Linked DNA regions of Canis lupus: region 1 is linked to region 2. Evidence: chromatin contacts called from public Hi-C data. All regions are on one chromosome and are shown on one strand. Each heading gives the region's core, a stretch centred on a gene start, on an enhancer-like site or on the middle of the called end of the contact. The rest is flanking DNA. Distances are from core to core; before and after follow the strand shown. Region 1 holds the start of RPS19BP1 (active regulator of SIRT1). Region 2 holds the start of TNRC6B (trinucleotide repeat-containing gene 6B protein).

Region 1 (3,553 bases), core at 400-2,899, 430 kb after region 2:
CGCTTGCCTTTGGCTCAGGGCGCGATCCTGGAGACCCGGGATCGAATCCCACGTCGGGCTCCCGGTGCATGGAGCCTGCTTCTCTCTCTGCCTGTGTCTCTGCCTCTCTCTCTCTCTCTGTGACTATCATAAATAAATAAAAAAAAACTTAAAAAAAAAATGTAAACAGTACCTTGACACCTTGACATACTATTTGCTATTATTAACATCTATTTTAATGTTCTCTCCCCTGAGGACTAGCTGATGGATGTCAGACAGTGAGGCCCGCCCAGCAGGTCCAGCTGAGTCATCTCTATGCCCCACTCTCAACAGTGCAGGGCATACAAAAGGCCCTCAAATCATACTCCTCGTCATTCACTACTCATTTATTGAGTGCCTTCTGCATGCCAGGTACTGGGCTAGGAGCTGCGGGTGGAGCTGTGAACAAGGCAAGGTTCTTCCCCACTGTAAGAAGAGTCATTTCTGGGCTGGAAGTCCTCAAACTTCTTGGTCTAAGAGACTCTACACTCTTAAAAATTTTTCAAAAAAAAAAAAATTCAGGATCCGAGAGAGTTTTTCCATGTGTAAATACCTATTGATATTTACCAGTATGAGAAACTAAGACTGAGAAAATTTTAATTTTTAAAATTTAATAAGTTGGGGATCCCTGGGTGGCTCAGCGGTTTAGCGCCTGCCTTTGGCCCGGGGCGCGATTCTGGAGACCCGGGATCGAATCCCACGTCGGGCTCCCAGTGCATGGAGCCTGCTTCTCCCTCCTCCTGTGTCTCTGCCTCTCTCTCTCTCTCTATGTCTATCATAAATAAATAAATAAATAAATCTTTAAAAAAAATTTAGTAAGTTAACAAAATGTATTAATTCATGGGGCACCTGGGTGGTTCAGTGGTTAAGCGTCTGCCTTGGGCTCAGGTCGTGATCCTGGGGTCCTGGGATCGAGTCTCACATCAGGGGAGCCTGCTTCTCCCTCTGCCTGTGTCTCTGCCTCTCTCTCTCTCTGTGTCTCTCATGAATAAATAAATTAATTAATTAATTAATAATAAATAAATAAATAAAATCTTTTTAAAACTATTAATTCATTTTTTAAAAAGTCAATAGCAAACCCATTGCATGGTATAAATATTGAGCTGTGGGAGACCCAGTGGCCCGGTGACGTTGTTGTCAGACATACTCTTTTTTTCCGGCCTTATGTGAAATAAATATTTCTAATGAAATAGTTGTATCTTCCAAACACGGGCGGGGAACCACTGATAGGGTTTTGCATTTTTGCAAACCTCTTCTCATGTCCGACTTAATGGAAGACAGCTGGATTCTCAACCTACTCGACCTGTGCGATATGCTGCTTCGGTTGATGTTTGGAGAAAAAAGAATCCGGCTGTACACTTCGCTTTATCGAAAAACTTGGTAATGCAGAAAAACCCTCGGGCACCACGAGGCCGCAGGACGCGAGCCCCAGGACCCACCCGCCAGGGAGGGTAACCGACCGCTCCCCGGAGTGGGCGTGGCCTAGTGCGCCAGGGGCCGGCTGGGTTGGGATTGGACAACAAATGCGTCCTTCGGCAGGTTGGCCCCGCCCCAGGCCCCGCCCCTATTTCCTCTCCGTAGTGAAGCGGCGACTCCACGCGCAGGCGTCCTAAGGCAGGCGGGCACTTCCGGCCACTCGCTCCGGAACCTTCTGTTCCCGCTCGGGTTTCCGCGGAGACCAAGAAGGCGGCCAAGGCGGAAGTAGCCTGAGTGTGTGGGCGGAGCTAGGTGCAGCCATGTCGGCCGCCCTGCTGCGGCGGGGCCTGGAGCTGCTGGGGGCGCCGGAGGGTGAGGCGGGCCTGGCCCGGGACGCGCGGCGCGGGCGGAGGGGCAGCGGGGGCGGCGGGCAGGACCCCCGAGGGTGCGGGACGCTCCAAGCCAGGCGTGGCGCGGGCGGAAGACCTGCGCGCCCCGTCAGCCGGGTCCGCCCGTCTCTCCCTTCCCCTGCAGCCCCCCAGGGCGCCCCGGGCCAGGCCAAGCCGAGCGGGGCTCGGGCCAAGCGGGGCCGGAAGGCGAAGGCGACCCAAGCCCAGAAACTGCGGAACTCGGCCAAGGGGAAGGTGCCCAAGTCCGCGCTCGGTGAGCTGGGGAGGGGGCGGCCCCTGGGGAGGGGGCGCTGGAGGCTGAGCTCGAGAGGCCGCCGGGCATTGCCTGGGGGGTGCCCCGGGCGCGGAGCCGGGTCCCGGGGGCACGAGGTGGACGAAGCACGTCGTCCCGGCCGCCCGCGTGGGGAGAGGAGCCGCGAAGAGCTTCCGAGTCAGGCTGCGCAGTAAGGCGGGGGGCGGCGGCGGGGCCGGAGGATCAAAAGCCAAATCAGACCTCTGTGCGCGCGCGACGGTTAAGGCCGAACCTGAGGGGGTGTGAGAGTGAGCCACGGGAAGAGCTCCCGAGAAGAGCGCGAGGCAGGGTTGGGAGAAGTTCGTGGCTTTGAGCACTGGCAAGACAGAAGCCTGGAAAAGATGCTGTTCCAAATCCTGCATAAAGAAGCGATCACCCTGTGAGGTCGGCGCTGTCATTACCCCCATTCCTCAGATGCAGAAACGGGCACCTGCCCAGGTGGTACAGGTAGAAACCAGGCAGCGTGTCTGCAGAGATGCGCTCTCACTGGCTGCCTTTCCGGTGCGAGGCACTGTAGCCTGCGCGGCCACGATGGTGCGGGGATGATTGCTCCGGGGGGAGGATGTGGTGAAGACGGGGAGCGCTGATGAGCGGCAGTGCTGAATTGGCTGAGGATGGAGGATAAAGAGGGAGGTGCCCAGAACAGAGCTGTTTCCCGGAGAGCATCCTTGGAGATATGATGCCACCTAATGGGAGGGACAGGTGCGGGCTGGATGCTGGGGTCTTAGGACATGTGGCAGGGCCTGGTGAGCTCCCGTGTGTCTTTGAATGGCCTGGGGCCTGGTACATAAAGGATGTTCAGGGGTTTGTTGAACTGTGAATTCCAAGCAGGAAACAGCACGAGCCAAAGTGTGGAGGCAGGAAAGTGAGACGCGATTGAGCAGCAGCGATGCTGATGTGAGACGGGAACATAGGGTGCCACGGGTCACCTTAATCCCAGCCCTTGTCCCACCACCCTGTCACACTGCATCGCAGGTGATGAGGGGACTCTCTAGCCATCGCTGTGGCTGCCACCTCGGTGTGGGCTGCATCATCTCTTACCTGGCTTATTTTAAAAGCCTCTTAAAACCGCCACTCCCCCACCTGGTAATCCTGTTCTCACCACAGCAGCCAGTGATCCTGTGAAGTACCCCCACACCCTCCAATGGCTTCCATCGGACTTGGTACCTAATGAGGCCCCGCATGGTCCGCCCCCCTCCGTCTTCTCTCCTCCTGCTCTCCCTTCCCCAGTCTAGCCATTTTCTGTTCTCCAAACACAAGGATCACACTTCTTCGGGTTCTTTGCACTGGCTGTTCCCTCTGCTTAGAATACTCTTCCCACACTCCCCCCTTGAGTTTTTGCTAAAACGTCATTTCACTGAGGCCTGCTCAGACCCACCTATTTAGAATTGCAACCCTCCACCCCTGACATTCCTCA
Region 2 (3,534 bases), core at 56-2,555:
TGCATAATTTCGCTTAGACTGTAATACAAATGACCAACTTGAAATTCGTCTTATTCCTCGCACAATTTCTAGCATAGATGCTAAAGAGTAATAAAACAGCCAAAGGATCCACGAAGAAGCAAGGAATCTTGAGACCGAGGTCGGCACACTCTGCCTAGAGAACTGAGGATGGGCTGGTCCTTACTTAAGATGCCCAACAAGCAGCTACGGTTACGGGGCGACCTCGGCCACTTTGGGGTATCTGGCCCCCCGTGGGCTGACAAACCCACTGGTTTGGACCCAAGGGATGCCAACTCAGGGGGAGACAGGAAACACTCCTGGCGCCGGCTCGTCCCATTTCCTCGTGGAAAGCCTGGACAGCCTCTCGAAGGTGGCCACGCCGCAGGGCTCTGGGATGAGGGGCGCGACACCCCCTTCCCCGGCCCGGATTAATCAGGGGAACGCGTCCACGCTGCCACGCAGGTCCCGCGGTGCCGCGCAGGCAGCCACCGGGGCGCTCGGGGGCCTGACGCCTCCGTCTACCTGCCCCCCAGCCAGGCAGGGGGCCCGACGCGCCTCCGAGGGCCCCCCGCTCTCCGCCGCCACGGGGAGCCCCTCCCCGCCCTGGAGGCGCCCCCCCGCCCAGCGACGGGAAGCGAACCCGACTCGACCAGCCCACCCGGAAGCCCTCCCCCAGCTCACACCTGCCGGCGCGTGACGCCCAGAGCCGCGCGCGCCCGCCCGCCGGCCCCGCCATTCGGGGCGCCCCTGCCCTGCGCGCGGGACGTCGCCCGCGTCCCTCCCCGACCCGGGGTCAAACCCACCGCACGCCCGCCCCCACGGAGCGCGAGCTCCACGCCGCCGCCGCCGCCGCTGCCGCCGCCCCCGCCCCCGCCGGGGCCCGCGCGCGCTCCCGCCCCCTCCGGCCCTGTCCCCGCCGCGCGCGCTCACTCGCGAGGACACGCACACGCTGCGCCTCAGCTTGACAGGCCGGCCCGCGCCGCGCGCTCCCGCGGGCGTCCTCGCCCACCCGGCCGCCCCGCTCGGACTGGGCGGTGCGCGGGGGAGGGGAAGGGCGGCAGTGGCCGTCGGTCCTCACTCACCGCCGAGCCGCGCCGGCTCCGAGTGCGCGGCGTTCCGCTGTGAGGCGATGCGCTGCGATGCGCGCGGTCCCCGCTTCTCCGCAGGCTATGGAGGCGACGTAGTAGGGGGACTGAGGGGGCGCGGGGGGGTCACTCCCTCCCTCTTCACCTCCCAGAAACACGGGGACCCCAGAAACTAAAAACAAAATAAACAAACTTTCCCCTCCGCCTCCCTCCCCCAAAACCACAACACAAACACTCGGGGGCCCGCCCAGAGCCCCACTCCATTGGCCGCAGGGAGGATGCTTCCGGCTCTCACTGGCTGGCGCTTGTGCCCATCAAGCTGCTGTTCCGCCCCTCCGAGTCCTCGCCGCTGCCGTCGCCCCTCATTGGCCAAGCGCTTCCCGTTTGACGAGCTAGGATTGGCTGAGCCGCCTGCGCCAATCATTCGGGGACACACCCCCTCAGCATCCCAGAGGCCGCTTCCTTGGTCGCGGACCCGGAGAGGCGAAGGGGAAACTAGAGCATGATGGCGGCCGAGCTCACTTGGCGCAACCATCGTCTTTTTTCTTTTTTTAGCTCATGGGTGCCTCGCCCTCGCGCTGTCTCCCCTGAGCTCCTCTCTCCATCCAGTATTGCCTAATAACGGAATCTATACGCGCCGGCTCCTTGATTTATCCCCTTCGAAGTGCTGAGTGTGGGCTGGTTGTGCGTCATTGGACCGTCAGAACGTCAGTCCTTAGTCACATCTTCAAGCTATTGGCGGAACGGCCAGAAGCCCCGTCCAACAACAAGGACTGGTGCCATTGGTTCGACTCCACAGAGTTCTTTCCCGGTACCTTATTGGGCCGGGAGGCGCGTCAGTCAGACCTGGATGCTCCGTGCTCCGGGTAATTGTTTGCTTGGGAGTTTGGGGGACTCCGGTCGTTTGGCCCGCAGCTGACGATGATACTGACTGTCGTTTATTTTGTGCCTCCTTTGTGCCAACGACTGTCCTCAGTCCTTTACAGGGATTATCTGTTTGAACCTGTGGGTTTTACATTCTCTGAATTTTACAGATAGAAACGAAGGCTCTAAAGAGAATTAGGACACTTGCCCAAGGTCACCTAGATAGAAAGTAATTGGTGAACCTGGCACTGGTCTTAGGAGGCTGGTTCCAGAGCCTTCGCTCTTTTTCACTGGCGCCTCTCCCTTCGTCCCGCATCTTACCTGCCTGCCAACACAACGTCTTAAAAACGTTTCATTCCGAAAGCAAGTTCCCCCGTCAGTCTCTGGAGGTGACATTGTGGGAGACTAAAGTTACGGAGAGGTTGTTACTGCCGCCACCGCCTTCTCCCTGGCACCCGTTCCTCCCCACCCTAAAGTAAACCATCTTGGTGTTTCCCGACCAGAAGCCCATCTACTTCTGTGTTTATTTTCTCAGCTTTATAAATGAACATTTCTACCATCCTTGTGTGCCAAGCCTACCTCCTCAACCCTCCCTCATCTATCTTCCAGCTCCCTCTTTGGAGAGAGAGAGAGAGAGAGAGAGAGAGAGAGAGAGAGAGAGAGAGACTTCGAGAGCCAGAAACAAGGAGAAGGAGAGTTTAAAGAGAGATAAAGAATAAATTGCTTTAGAGATAAATAATTTATCACATGCAAATGGAACAGCCCTTCAGCTCCTGGGAAGCTTCCAGAGTGGCCCCTGATGCAGTGCAAGACGTGTGCTTCTGGCTCCTCGCCACTAGATTCTCTGTGGCAGCTTTCAGAGAAGTGAATCCAACATTCCAGCCAGGGGAGGGCAGGATGCTAAGGACCCACTGCCAAAGAGCCAGCCCCAGCCTCTGGGACAGAAATGATCTCCAGGAGCACAGCTCTGGACTCCAGCCCACATTCCGTCTCGGGTAATTAACATTTTACCATCCCAAATCCCCATCCCCTGTAGCTTCAGTAGGATCACCGCCCTTGTTTTACTTCCTGATCCAAGCTGTTGTGTAACCTCGTTGGCACTGCTTTAGTAATAAAACAACCACTGTAACACTGTAATGCTCAACACTGAACAGACTTTCAGCAGAGGAAGACAAGGCATTTCACAAACATCAATTAAGATTAAATGGCAGGTATTCCTAGGGTAACTGCCAGCAGAAGGACAGAAAAGAAAGATCATGAGTTAAATTCTAATTAAATGTCCTAAAGAACCTGAATCCTTATAACTACGGGCACATACCCCATACCAGCATTCCAATATGGGGCTTCTGAACCAGAAGACACTGTTCAGGATTCAAGACCTTCCTTATCTTCACATTGGTTCTTTGTAACTCTTTTAACCCATAAATCAGTGCTTGGTTTTATAGTTAATTGTTGGACACATCTGTGTGCCCCAACTTAGTTGTATGTTCCTTGAAAACAAATGGTTTCTGGGACACCTGGGTGTCTCAGTGGTTGAGTATCTGTCTTTGGTTCAGGGCATGATCCTTGGTCCAGAGATCGAAAC

The links. Hi-C and Micro-C count contacts between places; a contact is called where the count stands out from the background.
Region 1: a contact with region 2 is called in a Hi-C map of blood, with 4 times the contacts expected there. The contact joins the promoter of RPS19BP1 here to the promoter of TNRC6B in region 2. A contact is called at or near these places in 4 of 9 Hi-C or Micro-C datasets (amygdala and blood).

The regions. Positions count from the first base shown.
Region 1 is chr10:26,478,488-26,482,040 of UU_Cfam_GSD_1.0, forward strand. It overlaps RPS19BP1 (active regulator of SIRT1), which reads left to right and starts at 1,650. Exons shown (of 4, transcript XM_038550502.1): 1 at 1,650-1,806; 2 at 1,969-2,097. The coding sequence starts at 1,755.
Region 2 is chr10:26,053,815-26,057,348 of UU_Cfam_GSD_1.0, forward strand. TNRC6B (trinucleotide repeat-containing gene 6B protein) reads right to left here and starts at 1,306. Exons shown (of 25, transcript XM_038550487.1): 1 at 1,083-1,306.